Regions from separate parts of the Oryctolagus cuniculus genome. Here region 2 is linked to region 1. The links are chromatin contacts, called in public Hi-C maps. All regions are on one chromosome and are shown on one strand. The core of a region is the stretch at or near the end of the contact, and the rest is flanking DNA. Distances in the headings are between cores, read along the strand shown. Region 1 holds the start of TBC1D20 (TBC1 domain family member 20). Region 2 holds the start of SRXN1 (sulfiredoxin 1).

What was found. Hi-C and Micro-C count contacts between places; a contact is called where the count stands out from the background.
Region 2: a contact with region 1 is called in a Hi-C map of an unstated tissue, with 2.8 times the contacts expected there. The contact joins the promoter of SRXN1 here to the promoter of TBC1D20 in region 1. A contact is called at or near these places in 2 of 6 Hi-C or Micro-C datasets (ear pinna and an unstated tissue).

What each region holds. Positions count from the first base shown.
Region 1 is chr11:26,548,234-26,551,279 of mOryCun1.1, forward strand. It overlaps TBC1D20 (TBC1 domain family member 20), which reads right to left and starts at 1,577. Exons shown (of 7, transcript XM_070051977.1): 1 at 1,375-1,577. The coding sequence starts at 1,444. It overlaps LOC138844319 (a long non-coding RNA gene), which reads right to left. Exons shown (of 2, transcript XR_011379953.1): 2 at 2,967-3,046.
Region 2 is chr11:26,718,945-26,721,990 of mOryCun1.1, forward strand. It overlaps SRXN1 (sulfiredoxin 1), which reads right to left and starts at 1,409. Exons shown (of 2, transcript XM_002710893.5): 1 at 985-1,409. The coding sequence starts at 1,212. It overlaps LOC108176616 (a long non-coding RNA gene), which reads left to right and starts at 1,506. Exons shown (of 4, transcript XR_011379954.1): 1 at 1,506-1,692; 2 at 2,008-3,046.

The DNA.
Region 1 (3,046 bases), core at 327-2,826:
CCGGAGAGGTGTGCAGGGCTGCGTGGCCAGCCACAGGGGGGAGAGTGCTTCACCACACCAGCGACGGAGAGAGTAAACCAAGCTGACACAGCACCACAGAGAAGGGCTTCTGGCATTGTAACTCTGCCAACAATTCTCCCATATGATTAAAATGATACAAAACCAAAATCAAAGAAACGGCATCTCTAAATTCCTCCCTTTTATCCCGAGAAGCAACATCACGGGAAGCGCAGGGGCACAAGTTTTCCTGCCAGGATACAGCTGCACTGCAACAGGTCACAAGGCCCATGCCACTCGCGGCACTGACTATTACGCACGAGGACAGATGTCACACAAACAGCAGCAAAGGGGTTACGACGCCAAAGGGCGCTGAGGACAAACAGGCGGAGTGGGCTCCCCTTGCAGCCAGTCCGAGACCCGAAGAAAGAGGGGACAGCAGACGCCAGACGTGGAGGCCGGGAACTCCTCGAACCGTAAGGGCTGATTCTGGGGCCCGTGCTGTGGGCAACGTGGGACAACCACCCCAGCATTCGCCGGGGGGAAAGACGCTCTAACTCGGCACGAAGCAAACGTGCATCAGTTTAACCGTCAAGTAGTCACTGGAAAACATTCGAGAATAATAACGTGCAACAAAAGTATGAATTCATGGAAATTCAGACTGAAACAGCCTGGGGAAAAAAAAAAAAAAACCAGTGCCCTTTTAACCCCATTAAATGAGGTTAAAATAGGTGGAGGAGGATGCGACAGGGAGAGCCGCGGTGGCCAGAGCTGAAGGCGAAGCGGCTCCTGCCGGACACGGGTTTCTTTTTTGAACTGGAAATGTTTCGAAAACAGCGGCGATGCTGGCGCAACTTCGTGGATGCACTAAGAACCACCGAACTTCACACCGGAAAAGGCAGAATTTGATGGTAAACAGGTGGCGCACGCATATACGGCGTTAAGTCTAGGTGGCGACACGTGAATCAAGTTTGGGAAACCTGCCCTTCCAAGAGGGCGGCGGCTCCAGGAGTCTGCGGACGTGGCCGGACGTCTCGGGCCCACGGGGGCGAGGCCTCTGCCTCAGTTCTCAGAAAGCCCCGTCTCCTCCCCAGATGGAACGAGGCCCGAGCGCACAGCCCCGCACGATCCTGCCGCCAGGATTCCTTGGGTCAGCTCAGCATCCGCCGGACCCCGCGACTGCAGACCCTCTCCCCATACAGACGCGCCCCGCAGTCATCTTCTCTCTCGCTGCCCAGACCCCGCCCGCCGCCCCGCGGCCCCTCCGGCACCCCTCCGCCGCCGGCTCCCCTTCAGACAGCTGTCCCGGGCCCTGGGGCCGCCCCTGCCCCTGCCCCTGAGGCCGACCTCACAGGCCTCTCCTGCCGGGTTCCGTACCTGCCTTCTCGGCGCCGCCGTCCCAGCGGCTGGAGATGGGGCCGTCACCCTGTGCACTCCGGAGGGCCATGTCCCGGGGGCCCGGGCTCCAGCCCGAGCCCCGGCTGGTGGCAGAGCCGTGAGAAGACGCGGCTATGGCCGCTGGACGCAGCGCCCACTCCGCCCGGGCAGGCTCGGCTTCGTCGGCCCGCGGCACGCAGGCGCAGCGGAGACCACGCCCCACACCGGCACGTGACGCTCCGCTGCGCGGGGGGCGGGGCCGGGGCGGTGGAGGCGCGCGCGGCCCGAGCCGCCTGGGACAGCGGCGGGAGCGCGCTGGGAGAGTTCCCGCCGTAGCAGCTGTCGCTCTTGGCCTAGTGCGATCGGGACTTGTCTGCAAAGTGGGACTAAGAGCACTGAGCTCACAGGTGCTTAGAACGTTACCAGGCCTGCTGTGTAACTGTGAGATGCCGTTTCAGCTTAGGGATTTTACGCTGGCGCCCAGGGCGTGCACTGTAGACGCCGTCCACGTCGACCCCTGTGGGCACCGCGCCCGCCTTCTGCACGGCCGCGACCCCCGCGGCTGACCAGGCCAGGTCCCGGCGACACGCCCGGCTTCCGAAGGCCACCCGCTCCGCGTCTGCTTGCCCTGCCTCCCCCCGGAGCTCCTGCCCGTCCTGCCCCATCCGCCTCCAGGGCCCCGTCTCGCTGGGGGAGGTTACTCCGAAGTTAATTTGATTTCTAGAACCAATATTCCATTTATTAAAATTAGAAATCCCCAAGCGATTTTTTTCCTTCAACTGACAAATTTTACAATTCTGTTCATAAATTTAGTAAATGAGATTCTTTGGGCTCATTAATGAATTTAATGAAGGCCCTTTGAACATTTGAAACTGGGTTTATAAATTTAATAATTTTCCATTTTTAAGCATCAGAATTTTAAGTCTTTACAAATGTTTGTTAATGGTAGCTAGGTATACATGAGCCTAAGTGTGTGAGGGGCAGAAGAAAAATGGGAATTTTTCTGTGCGATGCAACAAGGCAGCAAACTAACATTTACACATCTAAAGTGGATGTGGTTCAATAACCAGGCTGGGGTCAGCCTCTCTCCTCTGCCCTTCATCAAGGGGACTATTAAGAGGTTCTCGGTGGAACTCCGCACCCAGAAAGCCCTTCATCCAGCAATATTCCAGAGAGGGTGTAGAAGGCCCAGACACAGCATCTGTGAACCACCAGTGTGAGTGCAGACTCGGCTCCCAGCTCTTTCCCGAGATCCCGGCCTGGTCTGCCAGGTGCACTCCTCACTCAATGTCGCTAGCATGCTCACAGCTACCAGTCTCACATCTGAACTCTTTCTTGCATGAAGACAAGAACCAGGTAATGCCCTCCTGAGGCAACACTTTTTTTAAGTTTTAAGATTTAACAATTTCTAACATTTTGCCTCCTTCACTTCATAGGTAGATATTATATACGTGTGCATACTTTTTCTTTAAAAACAGGGATGTTAACATCATAAAAGGATTCGTGACAATCAGAATGTGGGGGAAGGAGGGTATATTGTCACATACCAGGTTTAATTCAGTGAAACAGTTTAACAATGATACAACAAAGCCTTTTAAGTCTGTGCAATTCTTTAATGTTATTAAACTTACAAATACACTGAGTGCTTTTTTTTAAAAAAGGATTTTTTTTT
Region 2 (3,046 bases), core at 159-2,658, 170 kb after region 1:
GCAACGAGGCAGGAGGGAGGCCTGCACAAAGGCCCAGAGGTAGGAGGGCGCTCAGCCAGATCCCCCCTCCCACAGAGCCAGGCTCGGGGCTAGCAGTGGGACAACAGCCCAGAGACAAGGTTCCTGCTCGTGTGCAGTTCACAGGAGATGACGCAGACAGACCAGACACAAGGGAATAAGCACGTGGACGATGTCTGATGGACATGGGGCTACCTGGAAAAATGCCTCTGACCCTGGCCAGCTAGAGGGGCCAGGGCTCCAGGCCAGGAGGTGGAGCGGGAACCACCGGGGCTGTGGGCTCTGGGGCAGGGCCGGGAGTGTGGGGACGCTAGGCACATTCCAGGACTGAAGACCTCCTGGCTGCGGCAGCCTCTGGTGGGACGAGGGGGTCTCCTCTGCCCCCCTGCCCAGGGCCGGAGTAGGGGGCAGGATGCCAAGGGGACCCGGCCAGACCCACGCTCATGCGCCCCCAGCCCCAGCCCCAGCCCGCCAGCATCACTGGGTTCCCCCAGCGCCCTCCCCACTACCTTTCAGCAGACCCCCAGGACCAGGACCCCCAGGTCCTGCTGTCCCCACAAGGGCCGGACAGCCCCTCCCTGGACAGTGGGGACGCTGGGACGGGGCTGCCCGTGGCCTTTCCACGCGCCTGACCTTGGGCACGTTGCTATAAAAAGAACTCTCCCTAGCCTCGGTTCTCACCTGGGAAAAGGGGCCGGTATCTACCTGGGAGGGTGGGTGCAGGACGCTAAGGAACTTAGCCCCCGGGGCCGGGGCAGGCGCTGTCTTACAGGAATCGCCGGTCCTTCTTTTAACCGTCTTGGCTCGTCCCTTCCTTGCTCAAGCGAGAAGCAGAGGCCCACCGTCGCCCAAGGTCACACAGCTATGGCTGAGCGCCCACAGGCGCCCAGTCAGCCCCGGCTCCCTCGGCGCGACCTCCCCGCCCCGAGCCCTCCCTCCGGCGGGCCAGCCTCCCCGGGGCCTCACCCGGATCGTGTCCACCAGGCTCTGCACCTTGGCCGGGTCCAGCACGGACGGCAGCGGCCGGATGAGCACGCTCAGCGGCACGTTGTGCACCGCGGCGATGCAGCCCGAGTGGATGCTGCTGCCCTGCGCGCCGCCGCCGCCGCCGCCGCCGCCGCTCGGCCCGGACCCCTCGGGCGCCCCTCTACCCGCGCCGGCCCTGCCCAGCGCGCCGCCCGCTCGCAGCCCCATGGCGCCGCCGCCCCCGCGCGCCGCCTCCGCGGCTTTAACTCCGGCCGGGCCGTACCATTAGGCGGGGCTGGGCGGGGGGCCCGTGCGGCGTCGGGGGGCGCGCTCCTCCCCAAGCCCCGCGGTGGTGCGGCCGCGGCCCCGGCTCCGCAGTGGCCCAGTCCCCAACCCCTCCCGCCCCGCGGCCCCGGGCTTGGGCTCGCCCGGCTCGGGCCCGCCGCCGGGGGGCGCCCCGCAACCTCCCCCGGGCCGCGCGGCGCCCGGCAGTGGGCGCGCCCGGCGGGCTGACTCAGGGTGAGTGTGCAGTCCCGGCGCTGGGGAGGCGCGGTCGGCCCCGGGCGCGCTGGCGGGCGGTGGCCGGACCTGCCGAGCAGGCGTGAGTCGGCAGAAGCGGCGGCGCCCACGGCAGTCCTCCCGGAAGCCGGTGCAGGCTGCAAAGCGTGGAGAGCACGCTGCTTGTGTAGTAACTCCCGACCCCGCCAGGTAGGTCCCGTTTCCCAGGTGGCGGCGCTGGACCCGAGGGCAGGGGGCTTGAGTGGCCGAGCTGGGGCTCAGGTCCAGCAGCCCGGCCCCAGAGGCCCCTCCGCACCCCTGCGCGCTGCGTGGCTCACCCGCAGCGACTGTCCCACGGAGCTCCCTGGAATCCTGCCCTTGGGAGGCTGCCAGTTGGTTACTGACACTTTTTTTTTTAAGATTTACTTATGTATTTGAGAGGTAGAGTTACAGAGAGAGAGAGAGGGAGAGACAGGTGACACTTTCTTTAAATAAATTCTATTATTATTTTTATTTATCCGAAAGGCAGAGAGATACAGAAACAGACGGAGAGATCTTCCACCTGCTGGGTCACTTCCCGAAAGCTGCAACAGCCAGGGCCGGGCCAGGCTGAAGCCAGGAGCGGGGACTCTGCTGGGTCTTGCACTTTGGCGGCAGGGAGCCTGGTACTGCAGCTGCTCCCCAGGGTGCCCTGGCGGGAAGCCGGGTCGGGAGTGGAGCTGGGGCTTGAACCCCGGCGCTGAGAGGTGAGCCACAGCACTGTCCCCGTGGGGCCACGCGCCCTCGGCCGTCACTGGCTTTCTGAGTCCCACGTGGACGGGGAGGTGACGCTGCCCATCACCGCGGTGCCCGGGGCTCTGGCATCCCGCTTTGCTGGAGAAAGTCACCGTTCCGGCTCCTCCCAGAACCGAGGATGGCGAGGCTGTTGTGAGTGTCACTGGAAGCTTTCGGCTTCTGCACTTGGTCCCGGCTCAGGAAGTGGAGCTGCCACCCGCACTTCCGCCCAGGAATTACTGAGATCGGAGACTTCTGTTGAGAGGGAAGGGGTCTTCCTCCTTACAGGAGGTCAGGAGGGCAGGACAGTGGTTTTTGGAGTGGAAACATGGAGATTTGACCTCAGTCTCATCAAGCTGTTACCCTACTCCTGGTATCAAATTCGGTGTCTTACCATACACATGTCCCAACTTAAAAGAGCTTAAACATGAAGATTGGCTTTCTCACTTCCAAGACTGGTGAAGAGCGGCTGAACAGTGTCACCCAAGACCAGGGTCACGCCATCTTTATGTGCCATCATCCTAGCATCTGGCTTTGTCCTCATCTTTGCTACTCATGGTCCCAGTATGGCTGCTGTAGCTCAGAACATCACATCACATCACACTACCTCACAACGTTCACAGGTGGAAGTAAAGTCACCCCCTTGTGTCTCTTTCTAACAAAGAGCCGCCTCCCCCCACCACGCCAAGGGCAAGAAGATTATCCTATGTCCGTGCCTACTCCAATCCCTGGCAAGGGGAGTGAGACTGCCACAGAGGACTTGGCTTTGTTTGCTCTCACCTCTGAACCC